Regions from separate parts of the Arachis hypogaea genome. Here region 1 is linked to region 2. A link is a contact called in public Hi-C data. All regions are on one chromosome and are shown on one strand. Each heading gives the region's core, a stretch centred on a gene start, on an enhancer-like site or on the middle of the called end of the contact. The rest is flanking DNA. Distances are from core to core; before and after follow the strand shown. Region 1 has its middle 4.2 kb from the start of LOC112712568. Region 2 has its middle 5.7 kb from the start of LOC114923983.

Region 1 (5,862 bases), core at 1,939-4,438, 70 kb before region 2:
TCCAAGCTCAAGCTCGGCTCATTTAATTTATGAGCCCAATTTCAAGCTCAAGCTTGGCTCACTAGCTCACGAGCTTAACTTATCGAACTATTAACGAATCGAGCTCGAACTAGTTCATGAGCTGGCTTGACTCACTTCCACCCCTACTTGCAATTAGACCACCTCGGTGTATACTATCTATCTGACTATATTGAGTATCTATCTGACTTAATTATTATGTTATATTATAAGAAAATTCGTTTGTATTGATAGTTATATGAAGTTGGTCTCTTTAATTTTGAATGTTAAAACACAATGCTGATTAGAAATAAATAATCAATATTTTGCTAATTATGTGAAACTTATGTATGGTGCTCAAGTGTGGATTAAGAACATGTCTTCCTTTAATCTCAGGAAGAAGGTTTTATAGATGATCGTGCAATACATCTAACAAAATGGCATATATATACATATACATAGATTAATAGATAGATATTAATGAGTATCAAGTAGTTTGAGAATTGAGACTATATTATTATATGTTTAAATAACATGAGATGAAACCAAAATACACGTGAAGATTGATTTGCACTTCATAACTATCAATGCTCACATACACTCACATTACAATATTTCTTTATTAATTTCCTCATTACAATATTTCTTTTGAAAAATGAAACCCGTCAAGCAGGCCAAACATACACCACACTAAAAGTTTAGAAGAAAAAAAACAAAGAAGCAGCTAAGGAAATCTCCATTATTCCCCTTTATGTAAACTATTGTTCACTCCGTCCAAGATGCCACTATTGACCTTAATTAATTTGCTATGTTAATGTCTTTATTGACTTCAAGACGATGAAGTCAAAAGGTTGGACTACTTGAGACTTAATAATTGAGATTGCGTGCATTGTATCATCTTTAATTAATTCTTTCTGTTTCTATTATTTTCTATTTCCTTGTTATGTTTAATATAGTTATATATATAAACTTTACAAGAAAATAATTCAAATTTTAAACTTTTTTCTTTTACAGAAGTTTAAAAAATAATAATTCAATAAATAAGGCAGAAACCAAACAAGGGTTTAATTAGATGTTGATATATATACTTCGAGAAACAGACAAATCGATTCCTAATTTTTTAGTCTGCGCCTCTGCAAACATTTAAGTCTCTGAAGTTTTAAGAATACATTTAAGTTTTTTACTTTTTTTAAATTTGGATACATATATTGATCTCTGAATCTAATTTGTCCTATTTTAAAAACTCTCACACGTGTATATTCGTATCGATCAGGTCAGTACAACGAGAGTTACAGTTGATTTTTTTTGTTAGATTTAACCGATCCAAATAAACATAAGAAATTGATATGTCTAAATTTAAAAAAAATCAGTAACTTAAATATATTTTTAAATTTTAAAAGATTTAAATGTCCACGTATCAAAATATCAAGAATTTATTTCTCCTTTTTTCTTATTTTTTTATGGCCGTCGTGTATGTCAAGCCAAAAGTTCAAAGTATTATATGCTTGTGTAACCCAAACCATGTCATGATTCCATTCCTAGAATCAACACATCTAATAAAGGGAGGAAAATTATAAAGTAATAAAATAAAAAGTTAATCACTTGTAATTTTTATTATGTATGAGTTTTATTATTTTAATTTAAAGGAAACTAAATTTTTATTTTTTCATTTTTAAAAAAGAGTGTGATTTATATTATTATATAGAGAGATATATTTCAATTTAGTTTAATTTCCGTGCAGATATAGTAGTTTTCAATTACAACTGTGATATGTTCCCAAAATGTCAACATATAATGGCTTTTGAATCCTTCACAAGACAATATTGAAGACTCAAGACCGCGTCCGTGTCTAACACAAATATATTCTAAGTATCTAGCTAAAACCATATATAAACGAGGTATTTAATTTCTAGAATATCTCTAGATATTAATTATTAATTCATTTACATATAATAATAATAATAGTAATATGTATATATAAAAAATTAATAATTAAATCAGTTATCATATATATTATTTAATTTATTTTTAATATATATTTTATATTTAAATATGTATTTTTATTTTTAGTGTATACCCAGCATATATTTGTAATAATAGATATATAGTTGATGACATGTTGATTGTATAATTTAGTATGCTATTGATTGTTAATTACAAACCTAAATATAATTCACGTGTCATGCATACTTTAATGGGCCGGGTAATATATATACCCCAAGCAAGTATATATAGACATATAGTGGAGATGTAACTAACTATATATACATAATAAATCTGAATGTTTTGGTGGCCATTGATAACATGCCACTAATACATACCAACTATAGGGTATAGGGGGAGTCACATTCTTCAGCATATAGAATCATTGCCATTCTGAAAACTATAACACATAACCCCTTCTCCCAAATTCAAGGAATTCACACAAAGATCCCATTATACATATGGATAGATCTATGAAGATTAAGATTAACGGCTCCATTACGAAGACAATAAAAAATCTAAACAATATAATTATGGGCCGTCAATACAAAAAAAATCTTTAAAAAAATTTATCTAAACACTCTCTTTCTCTCCAAACTGGTTGTCATCTCCATTCTTATCAATCATTTTATCTCTTCGGTTAAAAACTTTCTTATCGGTTATCATCGTCTACCCCTGTAGCCCCCACCCTCATCACCATCGCGAAATCGTCATTAAACAACTATCCATGTGCACGTAATTATTAAAATAATCATCCGACTACCTAGTGAAATGATTATCCAACATTTGTTAATTGTATATACTTAAACTAAATCGAACAAAATAACCATTCAATTAAGAATTAAAATAACCATCTACATACCTAATGAATTAAACATCCAACACATTTGCGGAGTGGAAAGAGTTGATGCATGGCGACGCATGGAGGTAAGGGAGGAGATCCGGCGACGGAATAGCCACGCAACGACAACTTCGGCTAGGCGAAGTTGCGAATCTGTTCTGTGGGCTTCGAAGCCGAACACGCAGCGGTCAGAGATGGAAGAGGAGGAGGAGTCAAATCGGTGGAAGGAAGGGTGGCGTCAATGAGGTGCAGCACAACACCTACAATGGGTCAACGGGGAGGACAGACGACGAGAATAACGTGCATCTCGAACAGCACAATAGGAAGCGACAGCCTGCGGTGGGGCCTTCACGGCCAACGGTGGGTGCGCAGCGGTAACAAGGACGCACGGGCCTGCTGCAGCGCAATTTCCCGTTGCTACGGCGCGCAAGCAGAATGCGGAGAGGATGGGCGGCGTCAGCGGGACGATGGGCGGCATCGGCTCGGCAGTGTCGTACCAGACAACGGAAAAGTGTAGCGACGCCGAGGTGACTCTACGAATTGAAGATCACAAATGAAGAATGAAAGGTTAGCATGATATTGGGAGTAAGTGTGTCAATTGTAATTTAGTTTAATTATAAATTCTTATTTTTAAAATTTTAAATTTTAAAATTAAAAATAATTAATTAATAATCTGATTTATAATTTTAATTTTAATTTTTTTTCTATTTTATTATTCATATTGTTTAATATTTTTATTGTTCGGGTATACTTTTTCTGAGAGTAAAAAGTAGGTCATGTATGTGGGGCTGCTAATAACATAGAAAATTATAGGAAAGAAGCTAACAAGGCATTACTTCTTGTTGCAGTCAATGTAGAAGTTCATTTTCAGTTTCAAGAGTATTATGATGATTCCATCAAGACTTAGAAATAATAATCAACTAATTAATTTCGAGTGACGTTAGGATTTCAACTAAGCTGCCGTACTAAGGGGGAAGCATCACTTGACTATACATAGCTTAGTGGACGAACTTGGAAAAAATAAAATAAAATAAAATCTGGTAGTATGAGAATTGAAATGATCAAAACATGACAAAGTATTTTAAGAAATATTTAACAAGAGTACATAGATTGCGTAAATGGATTGTGTCACGAAATTAGCTAAAAGTTAAGGAACACTTTAATTTGTCGAGTCTATCTGAATATCTACAAGAAATATACCAATGTGAGAAATGTTTTGTTTTTGTATACTGATGCGAACTGAAATACAAACATTTCAATCCATGTAGATTTTAAAATTTATTATTAATGAGTTAATTTGTTCATTTTGAACGAAAAAAGTTAAGAGAACTATTATTCGAACGTTTTAAAAGTTTCTAGACAAAAGAGCACATAACATAGTGTAAAATTGAAGGGTGTAAATTAACTTAAAAATTTATTTATTTTATTTAAATATAATATTTATTTTTTTTTATATTTTATAATATCAAATATTATTTATATATTATTAACAAATTGAATTTATATTTCAATGATACTAAATATTTGTACAGATGTATATATATTTTACGAATATGCATATTAAAAATTAAGAGTGTTAGTCAGACGGATAAAATTATCCTACCATCAAATTTGATGTTATTCTGTGGGTTGAGTTGCTAATCTATAGCAACTGAAATAGAGTGAGTTGGATATCTACTGATGTAAATAGTGCTATCAGCTCCTTATCGATGCATTATTTTTTTAGGTGAGTTCTATGGTATTTTTTACTATAATGCCTAAATTGTCTAATTTTACTTTTAAAAATGAAAAATAAAATTTTTAAAACAAAAAATAAAATATTTAAAATTTATTAAATATTATTTATTTACCTTTTTTAGTAAGTTAGACATAATTTTAAAGGCACTATAGTATTCACCATTTTTTTTATTGTATGTGGTGAATGTATGTATTTGTTTTTAAGTGCTTTACTATTTGCTTGGAAATCATAAGCTTGAAGAATCTTTGAGATTACTTTAATTTGCACATTGAAAAGTTAGCAGAGGATAGCATACGTTTCAATAATTTTTTTTTTTTGACAATGTAAAGAGGTAGCATTCATTTATGAATAAGACCTATGATATATAAATAAATCAAATTACATATAAACAGAAGTGCATCTTTCATCCACACTGTATTTTGGATTAGTAATAACCATTTGAGTCAATTCATAATTTTTGCAAAAGAATTTGAGATGAGTTAATTTGTCTAGATAGCAAGAGAATTTGGTATAGTAGAAGAGAAAGGGGTTAAAGATGAGATGAGAAAGAAGCAAAGATACACAAAGATCATTGAATGAGGGAGCAACTTGGAGGGAAAGTGTAACAGAACTCTCTGACTCCAAAAAAACTAACTTGCTGCATAATTTCTACTCACTCAACTAACTAGGTCTAGTTGCTCCAATATCTATATACAAAGAAGTGAAGTCGTAATTAACTCAGTAATTAGCTTGCTAAGTTTGGCAACTTGTCTGATCGGTAACATACCCCCTCAAGCTAGAATGTCTTGGCATGTGAAAGTCAAGCATTCGAAGCTTGGAAGTGCACGAGCAAAAGGGAGCTGGAGCTAAGGGCTTGGTGAGGAAGTTAGCGACTTGTTCAGCTGACGAGACAGGTAGCAAATGGATTACACCTTCAAGAAGCTTGTCACTGATGATGTGGTAATTGATTTCAATATTTTTCTCCGCTCATGAAAGATTGAGTTAGCTGCAATGTGTCTGGAAGATTGGCTATCACAATAGATTAGGACTATTTGTGGGGAGGGATCTTCAAATCGGTGAGTAAATTTCTTAGCCATTGAACTTCTCTTGTGACTTTGGCCAAGGCTCTATATTCTGCTTCTGAGGAGGAGTTGAAGACTGTTTGTTGCTTCTTGCTTTTCCAACTGATCAAAGCGGTTCCAACGAAGAAGTAGAAACCTGTGATTGATCTGCTTGAGTCTGAACACTATGCCCAATCAGCATCTGAGTAGCCAACTAGGGTAAGATCTGGATTTGCAGCTGGGAAGAAAAGGCCATTGTCTGG
Region 2 (5,499 bases), core at 2,224-4,723:
TTTTTCCTTTTCAAAAATTTTTTTTCATAACATCAATTTTATTGCAGAGAGAAGTAAAAAAGAGAGAAACTTGCATATGATAAATAGGTAAAGCAGAAGCAAATGATTTAATTAAACAAAGTCTACCTACTTTGTTGAGGAGTATTTCCTTTCAATTTGTCAATCTAGACTTGATTCGATTCAAAATATCCAAAAAAAATGTTTTTGAAGTTCTAGATGTCCAATGTTGACATCTAATTATTTTTTCAAATCATTAGTCAACCTAATATGAGAAATTCTCGTTAGAACCCATCTTCTACTATTAGAAATATTCTTGAAACAAACTGCTTTAGATTTTTCAAGGTTAACTTTCATATCGAATGTCTTGTAAAAAAGTTACATAGTTTTCATGACATTCTGAATTTAAGTTTTGCTAATATTACAGAACAAGAACAAGAAAAGATCATCCACAAACATAAGATGAGACACACGCAAATTTTTTCGAAAAACCGCCACACCCTCCATCTATCATAGCCAATTTGAATTTCAATAAAAGTGGCTAATCACTTCATACAAAGAACAAAAAAATAAGGTGAGATATAATCTCCTATCTCACCTCTCACCTCTTCTAAAGCTGAAACCCCTCCAACTTAGTCCCATTGCACATGATGGAATGAAATTCAAACTCTAAATCTCTTAATTAAGAGACTTAATAATAAAACACCAGATTATATTCATGTATTAAAAACTTTGAAAAATAACTATCAATTAAAATCACATTTTCTTATCATTTGTACTCACATGAATTATGATTATCATTTTTGCAATCCCCTTTATTTTCCTCTCAATAATAATAATAATAATAATAATAATAATAATAATAATAATAATAATAATAATAATAATAGTGAAGCCAAGGAAACGACTTTTGTGGTCGAGGCAATTATTAATGAGAGAGCTCTATCTTGTGATAAAGATTATCTATCTAGGGTCCTCCATCTATATCTATCCTAAATTCAGAGCAGAAAAATGATTGGTATTTAATTTCATGGTGTTAATGTCAGGTCAAACATAAAAGACATTGTACCTCAAAAAAAAAAAAAAAGATAATTGAAATTAGAATTTGCATTATTTAGTTCCAAGCAAAGTAAATCAATAAATAAAATAGAAGTTGTGTTGATTGTGACGAAAGATAGGCCACAGTGTTAGAGCATATTGGAGACATTAATGCACAATTTAAAACTAATTTTATAAAAGGGCCTTTACTATTATTATTATTATTATTATTATTATTATTATTATTATTATTATTATTATTATTATTATTATTATTATTAAGATAAAGTATATTTTTTTGTAAATATTTATAATAATTTTTTTAAATTCTCATAATATTTAATTTTATTCTTAATATTTTGATTTATGTCAAAATTATTCTTAGATATTAATTTCATAAAAAACATTAAGAATAAAATAAAAAAATATCTAAAAATAGTTTTGATACAAATTAAAATTGTTAGGAATAAAATTGAATGAATAAAAAATCTAAAAAAAATTGAATAAAATTAGATGTTAGAAATATTTTTTAAGAAAATCACAAACATTAAAGATACAAAAACATACTTTATTATTATTATTATTATTATTATTATTATTAGAAAGGGGTTAGTAGTAGTAGTAGTGGAGTAAGGTTTGGCAACTAAAACTGATGTAGGCAAAGCAAATTAAGTGTGCCCAGTTTGACAAACTCATAGATTCTCTAGGTTGAGACAGTGCATATTGTTCTGATTGACAATCTCACCCTGTCCACATGAAAAAATCATATAAATATATAAAAGTTTAAAATATCTTAGCTTTAAAGCCTTTGGTGGGACATTAGGCAGAATCTAAAACATAATGTCATATTGTGCTGGTAATTAATTAAACAATTCTAAAGAAGAAACAAACAGGAAAGTTGTGTTAATCATTCACAAATTTATCATTTTTTGTTGTTAGGCTCAACAAACATGGTAATCAAGTTATATTAGTTATTTTGATTTTGAGCAAGATTCCTTTATTGTAGCTATTAGGTTAAAAGTTAAAAGTTAAAACAACAAACATTGGCATCATGTCAATAATTAACTTAAAAGCCTATGAGTTGTTCTTATTCACATATATTTGAAGACAATTTTATGTCTTGGTGATTTTCCAGTCTTATCCATTTTATTTATCTTTTTTACATCAACTTCTTCGATTAAGCAAAAAAAAAAAAAATTTGACATGTACTATTGAACATGATGATTAGGGCCGTCAAAATAGGCTAAATTTATCGGGTCAGTCTGTTTATCTTTTAAAATGAGCGGATTTTGTCTCCAAAATTAAGTCTGTTTAAATTTCAGCTTAAACAGGTTGAGTTCGATTAACCCGAAAAAAATGACGGGTTAAACGGGCTAGTCCACAGGTTAAACGGGTTGTTTGTTTAATTTTTTTAAATATTTTTTAAGAAAAAGTAGCACTTTTTGTCGATATTTTCTTCGATTCGACCCGAAAATTTGATCTATCAACTAAAAAAATATTATTTTTAAAAGTTTTTTACCTAAAAGTAATATTTTTTGTCAAAATATTTTTTAAAAAATAAAATAAAAAGATAAACAGATTGATCCATTTAACCTACGGGCTAACCATAAACAGTCCGGATTAAAAAATTATGGCCCGCAAATAAAGTGAGTTTAAACGGTCCAACCCATTTAACCCACAGATTTAATAGGTCGAACCTAAATGGGCCGTACTAGCCCGTTTAACAACCCTAATGATGATCATTTAGTCATCAGTGGTTCATATATTTTCTTTATTCATGTCACTATTTATTTATTTTTCATGTTATTAATTTGATCATCTAAAATATTATTGTTCATTATATGTGTTAGAATTTATGATGATAACTCAAGAATAAATATTAAATATCATTGTGTTGTATCTATGTAAAGAGTGTTTTGATACAATTTAATCATAACAACAAAATCAATCTAATATCAAATTAAATAAACATAAAATTAATCAGAAATATACTTAGATACTATATTAATATATAATACCTTAAATATATTTAAATAATATGAAACAAGAAATTCCTTCAAATGTACTACAATATATATAGACATATATAGTACAAATCCAGATAAAAAAAGAGAATAAGGTGCAACAAAACAAAGTGTATATTTCAGTTTCTGATCATAAAAATCAGGGAGGGGCAGGAAAAGAGAGAGATTAATCATTTCAACCATAATTTTACAAAAATGATTAGATACCGACATTGCATTAAGTACCCTTTTTTCCCCTCTTTCTTAGAAAGGAAGTGATATGAACCTAAATCATTGAATATTATAAAAAAAGATGCTAAAGGGTTTTTATAGAAATTTGCAAGCCAGAAAGCCCAATATTCTGGGTTTGTGGTTGCTTGAAAATTGAAACATGAAATGAATCAATAGATTGATGCAAGATCTCTATAAGATTACTGGGTCCAAAAATTATACATATTTGGAATCTTATAACAGTAATGAGACCCCCCAAAAGATGGGGTAGTACACAATGAGATTAATTAGGACCATTTTTTTTCTCTAATCATGTTAATAAAGGTTACCATACCTTATATCAAATTAATTGATGGCCCAAAAACGAATCCAAACACTTTCCTTTCTTGTGTAAATGAGAATCATTTTGACATGAACAATTAAGAATTTGGAAAATAATCAACCAAAGTCTAGCTTTTGGATAGCAATGAACTTGAACTACTTCTCTATTATGAAGGAAGACCAAAAAAAGTACCCTTTATGGGACATGGTTGATGCTCCCATAACTAATATTGTCACATCAAATTGAAACACTTTTTCTACGTAAAGGCCAAGATAGTTGAGATTCCAAATGCAATGTTCTTGCTAAAAATAATCAAAATTTTATATTCATATGGGTTTATTCGCGATGTAGTAATAGTGTAAAAAATTTTATACAATCATCTCATTAGATTTTTTCGCGTGAAAAATTCTTAACAGAATGACAATGTAAAACTTTTTCATAGAGTAAAAATTTGTTTGCAATGTGTACTATAATTAAACCCGTTTGAATTAGTTGAGTGGTTAACACATTTGTCTACTTAAATTAGTGTCAGGAGTTTGATGTTAGCCTTGCATATGTAACAACTCATTGATTAAGAACAAATCCTTAATCAAATTTAAATTCATAACAGATTAATCATTGACCTGTCGAGTTAAAAATATTGTGAGAAGTCATATTCATATAAGAATTATGAGACCGTAACAATTTATATGGTTGTGTGACAAATATGGCATAATTTGGTAGGGTACGTAAATCAAATCATGATCAATATAATTAGAGCTCTAGCAACAAATGGTTAATTAATGGTCTATCCTTTTCTCTCTTTTTTTTTTTAAATATAAAGCATTTTGCTGATTAACCACTGTTCTCTTATTCCAAGCTGTGCATTGAGATAAGAACAAATTTTCAGATCATATGCATGAATCATGGAATGTTGTAGAATTTTGCATAGAAGTAAAGGTAACTGCTATACAGAATAAGCACTTTATGGTTGATCATATGATAGACACAGATGCCTTAATTATTTTTTACCATTTTCACTGTTTTTTAAAAACAAGCAACTTTTGTTAAAAGGGAATGATAATTATTGATTGCCAATAGTTCTTGGATTATCTTTCTTTCTTTCTTGCTTTCTCTCATCACAAACATTCTGGTGTCTTCTATAGTCTCCTCATCAATGTCTTAGGAACCAAACCCAATCAAACCAGTTTTTATCATTAACTGAGGTCAGAAACAATGATTAATAGTTCTATCATTATTGGGTATAACAAATAACTTGCATTCAGATACTTAAATTTGTTGAACTTTTAAAATAGTTAAACATTTCTGCTATTGGAATAATGTGTACAACTTATATATATAGTAGATTGGTATTAGTACATGTTGTTAGAGAACAAAATTAATTAGGATCTGATTTAGCATTAGCTTAATTTTCGGGTTAGTTTTAGTTTATGCTCTGCAGTAAATCAATTACTATGGTAAACACTTTCAGTTACAATTATAGTTTTTATCTGTCTTAGTAGATCCTCAGTTATCAATGGTTTCTGCTTCTTCCTGCCAGCATTGGTTTTCATTGCTCAACCAAAACTTAATGCTCTTAATTGAGCATATGTAACAAGAATGAAGTACAGATCATGATGCATAGATTACAGAGATGGAATTCTTTGATCTTTCACATAATCATGTATAACCTCTTCATTCTGTGTTCTTGTGCTTTACCCTATGAATATCAATGGAAGTAAATACAAGAATCCATGGTCATATTTTCAAGGACAAAACAAGATGGACCTTACTTGCCTTTTAGCTCATAACCACCATTGCTATGTCACCTCATAAAGACAAACAAGGGCCCTTAATTTGCTTTCTGGCCTGCTGTTCAAAATTATTAAAGTTCTAAGCAAACTATGATCAGTAAAGTGGTAGTACAAC

Evidence for each region. Hi-C and Micro-C count contacts between places; a contact is called where the count stands out from the background.
Region 1: a contact with region 2 is called in a Hi-C map of leaf, with 3 times the contacts expected there. The contact joins two enhancer-like sites. A contact is called at or near these places in 3 of 8 Hi-C or Micro-C datasets (all in leaf).

The regions. Positions count from the first base shown.
Region 1 is chr9:118,396,832-118,402,693 of arahy.Tifrunner.gnm2.J5K5, reverse strand. No RefSeq gene overlaps it. Among protein-coding and RNA genes, the nearest start is that of LOC112712568, 4.2 kb to the left of the region's middle. Within about 2 kb of position 3,188, at least 1 of the 3 cell types and tissues checked has open chromatin away from gene starts, as enhancers often do.
Region 2 is chr9:118,327,840-118,333,338 of arahy.Tifrunner.gnm2.J5K5, reverse strand. No RefSeq gene overlaps it. Among protein-coding and RNA genes, the nearest start is that of LOC114923983, 5.7 kb to the right of the region's middle. Within about 2 kb of position 3,473, at least 1 of the 3 cell types and tissues checked has open chromatin away from gene starts, as enhancers often do.